Linked DNA regions of Gasterosteus aculeatus: region 1 is linked to region 2. Evidence: chromatin contacts called from public Hi-C data. All regions are on one chromosome and are shown on one strand. The core of a region is the stretch at or near the end of the contact, and the rest is flanking DNA. Distances in the headings are between cores, read along the strand shown.

Region 1 (2,742 bases), core at 39-2,538, 37 kb after region 2:
CAACGCCACCGCGTCGGATGGTTCACACGCCGTGTAGCAGGTCGTCAATGAAAGAGAACGTAGTTTATCAGTGTGGTATTCACAAAGATCAATAGCGTTAGATCAAATCTGCTCCATAAACATACGGTGACGACAAAGCTGTCAATCACAGTAAGCCCCGCCCTAAAACCTCCCCTGCTATGTGGCCTCTTTCTCTCTCCCTGTGCCTCCTTTTCTCTCCTTTTCCTTTAGCCTTAACTCCTCTTTCCTCTGTGTGTCCATATTGCTTCCTTCCCTCCATCTCCACTTTCTCCTCTTTAATCTTCTTCTCAACGACTTCCTCCTCCTCCTCTCCTCTTCTTCACCTTCACCTCCTCCTCCTCTCCTCTTCTTCACCTCCTCCTCCTCCTCTCCTCTTCTTCACCTCCTCCTCCTCCTCTCCTCTTCTTCTCCTCCTCCTCCTCTCCTCTTCTTCACCTCCTCTTCCTCTCTTGGATCTGTCGTCCTCAGCTGTTGTCCTGGGACTCGGGGCTCCTGGAATGTCACCATTGACGTCACCCAGCATTCCACACATTCCCACACCCGGCCTCGCGTAATAGGAGACTTAACACACACACACACACACACGCACACACCCCTCACACGCGCACACACACACACGCACACACCCCTCACACGCACACACTCACACATGGAGAACAACACATTTAAGAGCCGATACAAAGAGTAAACATACGTAAATAAAACCACGGAGGCATCAACATCTCTGTGACTCACTCGTGGGATCGGAGTGTATTCATGCAACACACACACACTCACACACACACACACACAGCCTCACACAAGCTTCAATCGCAGGGGGGAGATTTAACTTGTGACCTCCTCAGCATCCACGTGTATAGTTGGGTAATAATTATACAGAAATGAATGATTTAATCGTCATGATAATATTCTATTGTTGACACAATAAACTCCTCAACTTCCTCTTTGTCCTCTTCTCCAGTTCCCCCCCACAGCGTTCTGTGTTTTCTCTCCCTCACGTTAGAGGGTTACAGAGGTGGCCGGGTAGTTGTTGTTGGACTGTGTGTGTGTGTGTGTGTGTGTGTGTGTGTCCGTCCCTCGAGTGTGTGCTGCTGAGATGAAACAGAGTCACATGCCGCTGTCGTCTAGAGGTGGCGTCATGGAGAAGTGCTATCTGCTATCTCACACACACCCTGACTCCTGTGTGCGTGTGTGTGTGTGTGTGTGTGTGTGTGTGTCAGGGCTGGGAAAGTCCCTCTCGTGCGCACTTTGACTGTTTTGAGTCCGGATCTTTTCAGCGCCACGAACAGGCTGCAGTCTGCTGGAGGCCCGTTGTCATGACACCCAGATCACATGCCAGGATTAAAAAAACATTAAGTGACATTAAAAACATCCAGGAAACGTTCAAACTAACGAAACCGTAGCACATGAAAAATATACAGAGTGGTGAGAGTAAACCAAATAAGACACACGCACACACACACACGCACACACACACACGCACAGGTATCGTTGTTGCTTCTTAGAAGCGAGCCGTTTGGCTGAAAGCGTTTGGAATGCGGCCGGTTGAGTCTCTAAAGTCTGGTGATCAAACAAAGTGTTAACAATGTTGTAAATGATTAAACTACTTTAATTCTCTGCGTCCCTCCAGCTAACGGCTACATCAGCGCCAGGGCCTCCCCGGGCCTCCTCTCCGTATCCAACGGCAACAGCCTGGGGAAAGTGGTCCCGGCCAAGTCCCCGCCCCCGCACAGCCCTCAGATGGTCAGCAGCCGCAAGCCGGACCTGAGGGTCATCACCTCGCAGAGCGGCAAGAGCCTGATGCAGCTGGTGAGTACGCCGGGCGCACGGGGGGGCGGAGTCACGGAGTCACGTGACCACGTCGGGTAGGGGGTCGTCATGAACTGTCATGTTTAGGCGTTGAAATAGATGTGATCTCTTATCCAAGAGGAGGATTTTAAAAATACTTCTGTAATATTCTTCTTTCTTTTCATGTTTCTTCATAATTTCACTACAGTTAGTTGTTACAGAAACGTAAGCGTCCTGTTTTTCACTCTCTCCTCTTCCTCTTCTGTTTCCTCCTCCTCATTCTCTTCTTCCTCCTCCTTCCATGTTTTTCCTTCTCTTCCTCCTCATTCTCCTTTTCCTCTTTTTCTTATTCCTCTTCATCCTCCTCCTCCTCTTCTTCCTCCTCCTCCTCCTGCTGAGCAGACTGAGGAAGAGCTGGAGTTGGTGAGTGAGGTGAATACACTTCTTGACTTTGAGCTGACGCACGGTGTGGATCCGCCAATCAGCCGTTGCGCTGGTTTCCTGGAGAGTCCTGCAGGGTTCACAGGGAGCTGAGACCCCCAAACCACAACAACAGAATAATGAGACAGGAAGTCTTTGAATAACAAAACTCCTCTTTGCTGAGTACTCAATTTAGCAGAAAAACACAAGTTTAAAAAGGAGGACGTATTAATTCAGTTATCATATGAAGCTGCTGGCATGGCTAACATAGCTTAGCATGGAGACATCTTAATCTTAATAAGTGGAAGTATGGGAGGCTTACCAACCCACACACTCCCCAGAATGTACAGCAGCAGAACGTTGCATTTTGTCACATTAAACATTGAAGAAATACATTTATGAGCGAACACAGAGCTTAAAGTGACGTATTTGGGGGATGTTGTGGGGAAGCGGAGCGACCGGCTGACTCCCTCCATGTGGAAGATGATCATGTGCGTGTTTGGTTTCATCCTC
Region 2 (2,700 bases), core at 18-2,517:
GTCACATGTTCTTTACCACATCCCCAAACATACGACAATGAAGCCTTTAAATACTTTAGTTCCTGAAAAAAAAAAGTAGACTTATGTGAGTTTATGATCATCTCAGGACATATCGGGTGACCCTTAGGAGGGACCCGAACCTTATAGTGAGAAACATGAGACTACAATAACAGGTTGATTTCTAACAAATCAACTACCACAAGTAACTTATTCTGTCTCCATAATAATTGTTGTTACTTCAGCACTCACTGTTCTCTACTCAGGCCTGGATTTGTTTCACTTTTTAAATATTTTTAATTTTTTTACTGCATATTTGAATAAACATATGGTGTTTTAAATACGTTTTTCGCGTTATATTTAATGGAAATATTTATTTTAATTGTTTATATATATTGTATATTATATGTTATATGTATTAAAGGTGAATTAAGTAAAACGTGACTTATATATAAATAATGACTCTCCACAAATCTATGAGGCCGAAAAGCATCGCACGCACGAGCCCGCGTTACTTTGAATGTCACAGCTACTCGCTGACGTCACACGTAACCTCGCGCAGTTACGTCGACAGGAGGCTAGAAAACGAAACTCTGCGCGTGAAGTCTTCCGCCAAAAATAATTGTGCGCGTGCAGTCGCGCGAAAGCCAATTTTTCGTGCGTGTGGTTGCCACACGCGCCCCGCTGACCACGCACGTCACCGAGCGTCCGTGTCCTCAGCTCAGCGTAAACACGGTGTTCCTCCGCCTCGGCACAGAGAAGTAGGGCGCGGGTCACCGCTTGTTCAGCATCCGGTGAAAGTAAAGCAGAGAACTTAAATATGCATTAAGAACAATGAGCACCTGTAAACAAGATCAATACTAACAATAATACAACAACGTACCATTAATGCAAATAAATGCATGCCAGCACGAGACACGGTTGGTTGCTGCTGTGTAAATGTTTAAATAATTCCCTCAGTATCTACATAACATCACTCATGAATATATTTCATAACAACATTTTATTTATACATGTGTAAATAAATATTTATTTTATTTAAGTTTTATTTAAATAAAAATAACAAAAGCACCGGAAGTGGAGCCGCTGCTCTCACGGCTCCGACAGGGCGGAGGGATACAAACTCCTAACACATGATGTCGCCATCAGCCCTTCCTACTTCACAGCTCGCCTCCCTTTCCCCCGCCCCCCTCCCGCGATTCGCTCAGCGCCGGCGATCCGATTGGCCGAGGCGTCGCGCACGGCTCGCTGTCATTGGCCGCGCCGGCCCGTCGGTCAGGGACAGCCAGCCCCTCTCAGGGAGGATCAGGGCTCCATTCGCCTCAACTCAAGAGTTACCTGCCACATCAAGTAGGAAGACACGCATTTCTACTTTATTTTATCTTTTCTTTTACATTGTCCCCGCGTGGTCCTCTCGTGCCTGAACGCAACCAAAGTGCGCGTTCGAGTGTCGGTGAACAGATGTGGACGCGCTGCGCGGGTAAGTCGCTGCTGCTACGTTTCTGTTTCCTCCCGTGTGTGTGTGTGTGTGTGTGTTTGTTTGTGTCAGTGTGTTTGTGTGTGTGTGCGTGTGTGTGTGTGACAGCTGTGGCGTCCGGCTGCCGTGCTGGAGGTGCGTGCGTGTTTGTGTCGTTGTAGTAACAGAAACGGAAAGAAGCTCCGCGTGTCCGCGGGTCAAGGGCACGCGCAGCCCCGGGTTGTTCCTCAGCATCAAAGCGGAGCGCCACCTTTCCCTCCTCCGAGGCGCGCGCGCCACCGACAACGCTCCGCAAAGCTGTCAGGAGCGATTTACAGCAAGTGTCAGCCCCGCTGTGCGTGTGTGTGTGTGTGTGTGTGTGGGCGCGTGCGTGCGTGCGCGTGTGTGTATTTTTTTAATGTGATTTTACGTTCTAGTTTATTGGCAACTTTTATCGCGCCATTAATTTTAGTAAGAAATGACAGCTTTACATTGCGGTGTTTTGCACGCGCCCCCCCCCCCCTTTTTAATATAAAATACGCATATTGTACGCGTTCTTCCTCATATCCTTTAAGCTTTTGTGTCTGACAAATCTTTTTATGTCTCTTTCATGAGCCCAGTGCGACAATTGTGTCCTCGTTGGAGCGTGATTGCTTTTCTCCCGGGAGAGAGGGCCATCAAACTTCTAATTTCCTCCAACCAGAATCCATTTTGCCCGTGGAAGCAGGAGACGGGGATGAGGGGGGGGTCGTTCCCTAAGGGGCCGACAGGTGAGCGCCTCAGGTCGGTGGGGAGGGGAACCCTGAGCTCCAGCTGCTGGGCTCCTCTGTCTGGTGTCATGCACGCAGAACCTGCGCTCCTGAGGTGAAGCTGCATTCTCTGTAGTGACCAGCAGGGGGCGACTCCTCTGCTCCCATAGACGTCTATGAGGAAATGACTCTACTTCTCTGTAGTGACCAGCAGGGGGCGACTCCTCTGCTCCCATAGACGTCTATGAGGAAATGACTCTACTTCTCTGTAGTGACCAGCAGGGGGCGACTCCTCTGCTCCCATAGACGTCTATGAGGAAATGACTCTACTTCTCTGTAGTGACCAGCAGGGGGCGACTCCTCTGCTCCCATAGACGTCTATGAGGAAATGACTCTACTTCTCTGTAGTGACCAGCAGGGGGCGACTCCTCTGCTCCCATAGACGTCTATGAGGAAATGACTCTACTTCTCTGTAGTGACCAGCAGGGGGCGACTCCT

What was found. Hi-C and Micro-C count contacts between places; a contact is called where the count stands out from the background.
Region 1: a Hi-C map of liver shows a contact between it and region 2, with 2.8 times the contacts expected there. The contact joins the enhancer-like site here to the promoter of mef2d in region 2. A contact is called at or near these places in 5 of 6 Hi-C or Micro-C datasets (liver, skeletal muscle, tail fin and 1 more).

Annotation. Positions count from the first base shown.
Region 1 is chr20:1,141,468-1,144,209 of fGasAcu3.hap1.1, forward strand. It overlaps mef2d (myocyte enhancer factor 2d), which reads left to right. Exons shown (of 14, transcript XM_078094323.1): 7 at 1,652-1,830. Among protein-coding and RNA genes, the nearest start is that of LOC120814983, 15 kb to the right of the region's middle. Within about 2 kb of position 1,289, at least 7 of the 9 cell types and tissues checked have open chromatin away from gene starts, as enhancers often do.
Region 2 is chr20:1,104,709-1,107,408 of fGasAcu3.hap1.1, forward strand. It overlaps mef2d (myocyte enhancer factor 2d), which reads left to right and starts at 1,268. Exons shown (of 14, transcript XM_078094323.1): 1 at 1,268-1,477.